Regions from separate parts of the Arabidopsis thaliana genome. Here region 2 is linked to region 1. A link is a contact called in public capture Hi-C data. All regions are on one chromosome and are shown on one strand. Each heading gives the region's core, a stretch centred on a gene start, on an enhancer-like site or on the middle of the called end of the contact. The rest is flanking DNA. Distances are from core to core; before and after follow the strand shown.

Evidence for each region. Capture Hi-C pulls out chosen DNA fragments and counts their contacts.
Region 2: a contact with region 1 is called in a capture Hi-C map of seedling, with 1.7 times the contacts expected there. The contact joins the promoter of NIR1 here to the promoter of MBR1 in region 1. A contact is called at or near these places in 8 of 26 Hi-C or Micro-C datasets (callus, cotyledon, leaf and 3 more) and 1 of 3 other capture datasets (seedling).

What each region holds. Positions count from the first base shown.
Region 1 is chr2:6,771,702-6,774,401 of TAIR10.1, reverse strand. It overlaps MBR1 (RING/U-box superfamily protein), which reads right to left and starts at 1,285. Exons shown (of 9, transcript NM_001202601.1): 1 at 1,239-1,285; 2 at 1,010-1,147; 3 at 438-485; 4 at 1-318. The coding sequence starts at 252. It also overlaps the pseudogene AT2G15520.
Region 2 is chr2:6,808,971-6,811,670 of TAIR10.1, reverse strand. NIR1 (nitrite reductase 1) reads right to left here and starts at 1,276. Exons shown (of 4, transcript NM_127123.3): 1 at 744-1,276; 2 at 193-547; 3 at 1-111. The coding sequence starts at 1,119.

The DNA.
Region 1 (2,700 bases), core at 36-2,535:
GACCTGATCAGAAGGACCTGGTATGGAGCTGGATTCCCCAAACCTCCACCAGGTATGATCTTGAGCAGCATGAGAACTCGAACTTGCATAAGTTGGTCGTCCTGAAGGTGTACTATTGTTTGGAAATCCAGTGTCTGCTGGATTCAACATGGTATTCAAAGACGTCTCTGTGCAATAAATCGATTCACCATCTACTTGATTCACTTCAGTAGACGAACCACCAATACTGCGTGGCCCTTGCATTGGATTCATACCTTAAACTAGAACACAAGGACTCTCCAGTAAATAGAACAAAAGTTAAAAGAACTTTGAGGAGACCTAGAGTCACACAAACAGAAACAAACAAGAAAATAAATATGCATAAGAAATCCATGAATGAGGGAAAATTAAAAAACTGAAATAAGCGCACCCTATTTACCATTACGATCACCACATACCAGCCAGCAATCTAGCTTCAGGCTACACTCATGCTCCAACTATAGCTTCTGCATTATGTTTCCAATTGATACCACAAAAAGGCAAGATCAGAAACTTTCACTAATAAATGTCAAATTATCTATCATATATCAAAAACATCATTCCTATGTAATCAAAAGTTTCTTGCATAACTGAAATAAGTATAAATCATGAATTTCACAGTGTGAGTGTAGCAATTGAGCAAGTAAGTACCAAAACCTTGTCAAACTAGTGTAATAACTAACATATAAGCAAGTAACAAACTACCACTTGTAAACTTCATCAATGGATTCTTTAACATAGAATCCATTCAAAAGATGAAAGTACAGAGAAAACAAGGTACATGTTACATAAAGCTATGCTAATTTTTAACACAACAGAGAGTAAATATTGTCAAAACTTCTTCTACTTCATGAAACCAAAACAACTAAACTAGCATTGAGAACAAAGACCATGCGGTTCTAATATACTTAATTACCTAATCACAAAGGAACACTGAATAGCACATTTTCTGATTGCAATACCAAGTTACCAACCAAATCAAGTTACTTACATAAGCAATCAAATCCAAACAATCCGATGCCAAATTAGAAAATTTCGCAATCTTTGAGATGAGAAACCTAAAGTGGGTCAATCCCGATCCGTCTAGCTATTGCAATGCAACGAATCACGAACCAAATTTCACAACGATCTGAACAATGAACACAGATTAAAGACACATAGTGGTAACAAAAAAAAAAAAAAAAAGGTGAAATTTTTTATAAGATTGAGACAAATGGTACCTTCAAAATCCCTAAAGAATCAAATGGGTCTCATAAAAAGTTGAAATTGAAATCAAATTCATAAACTTTTTGGTAGTTTCAATTTCTGGGTGTGGTGTGGTATCCTCTCCTCTGCACGATTCTTAGGTTTTAGTCTCTTTTTCGATTATCACAACAAAGAAAAAAAATGCAAACTTTTTTATCAGAAAGAAGAAGAGGAATGAAAATTTGGTAATCAGAAGAAGAAGCACATAAGCAATGGATGAGGGAGAAGAAGAGAAGATTCAGAGACGTACAGATTTCATGTGACAAAATGTTAGTTATGTAATGAAAATTTGGAAAGATATGACTTTTTTTTTTTCTTTTGGAAATTAATAGAATAAAAGTTTGGTGCTAAATAATCTTCTCTGACAATTTTATTTAAGTGTTAGATTTTGCAGGACGTCACTTGTCTTAGTGGTGGTCTTGGTGCTGTCCTTTAGGCTCTAGCTATGGTAATAACTTCATACTAAAGACAACTGTCACCGTAAGAATAATTTGAGATTTTTCAATTGAGATGTTTAGACTTCTTTAACTTCATAATTACCAATTTTCAATAACTGTATATCATGTCGTTAGCAGTTGACGTCGAAGTATCCAATCCTAACAAGTGATTATTTTTTAGAAATCTATCTTTTGGGCTTAGAACCCTCTTTCTCTTTTAGTGTCTTTCACTAGGTTTAAAATAAAGCTTTTGACCGGAAACCATCTTTCTTTTCAGCCGAAATTAACTATTCTAACCCTTCGTGTTCATTATCATATCCTCTCAGCCATGCTCTACTGCTTTCGTTTTCTCAGATCTGGGTTCCATATCTCTGTTTTTTCTGAAGAAGTTGGTGGAGTTAGTTCAGCTCGATAGTCTTAGTTCTACGGTGTCTGTTTTCCTCTTAGCTTGAAGATGTCATCCGCCATGGATAGGGCATTGATGGAGATGTCGTTGGAAGAAAAGGAAGAACCGTTTGAAATGCCAGATCTTCCTGAGTATCTGTCTAGTGAGAGAAACAAATTCAGTCTCATTGGAAGGGTCCTGAACCCGGCTTGTCAACCGATGAAGAATCTCTTAAGAAATATGCCAAGGAAGTGGCAGAAAGAAGGAAAGGTCAAAGGAATAGCTCTCAATAATGAGAGATTCCAGTTCATTTTCGACTCTGAACATGATTTAGAGGAAGTGCTAGCGAAAGGAGTTCATACCTTCAATGATTGGTCAATCGTGGTAGATAGGTGGTATGAAAATCCTCCGGATGACTATCTTCGTTACATGCTACTGTGGGTTCAAATTTGGAATATCCCAGTCAATTACAACACGGCCAAGGCGATCACTAAGCTGGGTGATCTCATTGGTGAAGTTAAAGAAGTCGTCTTTAACCCAGAATTGAAACAAATTCGGGAGTTCGTTAGAGTGAAGGTGCTGTTTGATGTCTCAAGACCCTTAAGGAGATCAAAA
Region 2 (2,700 bases), core at 27-2,526, 37 kb before region 1:
TTGAATCCAAACCGTCCATCTTTATTAGCAGGCATGTAGGCCAAATCATTGATATGTGGATGCTCATAGAGATCATGAGTCCCCACCACACACACATTCCACTTTCTTGGCCTACAACAAACAAACAAAAACCCATCTTAGCATAACCATTCACTCACCAACACACAACATCAATCTAAAAAGAGAACTCACAAGTTGGTGAAATCGGGGTTTCCTTGTGAATTAGCGGTGATAAACTGCGAAAGGAGATTCGTGTAAGGCCTCGTGTCAACAATCTCCTCCGGATCAATCCCAGCTATAGGATTCCCAACCGGGTTCCTCACGTTATCCATACCACTTTGAAGACTCGTTAAACCAACAGAAGCAAGACCTTTCAAGATCTCAGGCACATCAGGCAACACAACACCACGGATCTGCCAATTCTGTCTAGTAGTCACATCAGCACACCCATCTTCACCATACTTCCTAATCACACTCGCTAAATACCGAGTCTGTGCACTTGTAGTCACACCATTTGGTAACTTCAACCTCATCATAAACTTCCCATCTACAACAACAAAATCAACAACAAGCACTCATAAATCAAAATGTACTAAAGATAAAGAGTAAAGACTAAACCTTTACACAATCTGGTCACCAATTTAATCACAAGTCATTGAAAGAAGCACACATAAGACTAAAGACGAAACCTTTACACAGTTCAATCACAAGTCAATGGAAGAGGATAGAGAGGAGGAACATACACTGATGCTTTCTACGGTGAAAGAGACCAAGCCACTTGAGTCTAACATCAATATCATCTTTAGAAGACTTTTCACTATCAAGCTCTTCCATAGATTTCTTAGCAAGCTCTTCAATACCATTCTCCATAAACAACTTCATGGGCTCTCTCTCGATCTTAACCTTCTCCTGAGGATTGATCCCTTTTCGAAACTTCTCCTTGAGAATAAAAAAACCATCTTTCAACTCAACTCTTGGCTCGAGACGATCTGCGTCAACAGAGGCGGTGGATTCGGCCGGAGCTGTGGTCTGAGCGGCGGCGACAAGGACGGATCTTTTGGGTTTGGTGGAGGAGGAAGGGAGGAGAGGAGATGTGAAAGTGAGAGAGAAAGAAGTCATGATGATGGCGGAAGAAGGAGTTGGGAGAAGGTTGGAGACGTGCGGCCATTTTTGTAGAGGGAAGAGATGAGCTCTTGAGCAATGTAAAGGGTCAAGTTGTTTCTCTTTGATCGTATGTTGCGAGGAGGAAACAGACACCTTCTGATTTCTATTTGTTTTATTCTTTCTAAATTTATTTGAAACTATTTAAATTGTGTTTATTTATACTATATGATTCACTTAGTCTATTGACTTCATTTTTTTGTCATAGAAAATTAATTAAAACTCAAAACAAAACTTAAAATGTTATTTACAAATGTTATGATATGGTAGGATTGTTTGTTTTAATATTTGTACTATAAAAAACTAAAATTAAAAAAAAATATATTAATTCTTCAATGTCGTTTTCAAATACACTCAGAAGACCAACCATTTGGTTGGAAAAAAACTATTTTTATCATATCTGAACAGTCTGTAAAAAATATGACATATTAGTTATTGACACCGACCATACACTTCATTAATAATAAAAGAGATTCGATTTTTGCATGTAGGGAGATAGATTTCATATTAAGTTTGTCACTCCCATACTAAAGAGAAATACTAAAGAGAAACATTGGAAAAAAAATTAGCAGTGATTAGTATGAGATATTTATTTCATAATTTGAATGTTTATAGTATTATTACTTTTTAATTTTTTAATATATTTAAAAAATGATAACTACATACATATATGAATTTCAATGAATAGGATAACATCCAAGTTTCCGCATATTACATACTACAAAAAAATACAACAATTTTCATATTCATACTTTAGTATTCTTAAGTTTTAATCACTACTAATTATGAATTTATGGTAATGTTGCTTAACATATGTTCTTTTCAACTATATTTGTTGATCTTAATCTAACTCTGTTTTTTTTTTAAATGGTTTCCTCTTGAGATGTTAATTTTTGGTTTAGTGCGTGTTTGGAAAAAAGGTTTATTAGAGAAGATTCAAGGTTGATGTGGTCATTAGGGATTTTATAGATATCATTTTTCACAAAATATAATAAGGTAAAAAAGGTTGATGTGCTCATTAGGGATTTTATAGGTATCATTTTTCACAAAATATCATAAGGTAAAAATATCTTGATTAAACAACTAAGACAAGTTGTGTAGCATTTAGTCGTGTGCAATTATGAATGGACTACTTTAAATAAAATAAATGTAAATATTAATAATATGTTATCAGAGCCATAGGTGTTCTTTAGCGTTATTCTAGAGACATGAATCAAACTACCTGCAGGTTCAAACATCATCGCAAGTCGCAACGTCTTCTTTCTTGTCCACACCAAAACGTTAGCATTGTCTTTTTTTTTCTAATTTATATTTCTTTTCTATAGATTATTCGCACAATCGTTTTCAACTTATATGTATCATCTTCCTGCAATTTAGTATACATCGAGGTGACAACATTATGTTTGGTTATTAAAATTCATATATTGTCATTTTTAATTATATAAAAAATTAACAAAATTTATACTATAAACATTCAAATTATGAACTAAATATCTCATATTAATCACTGCTATTTTTTATGTTTATATGAATTTGCAT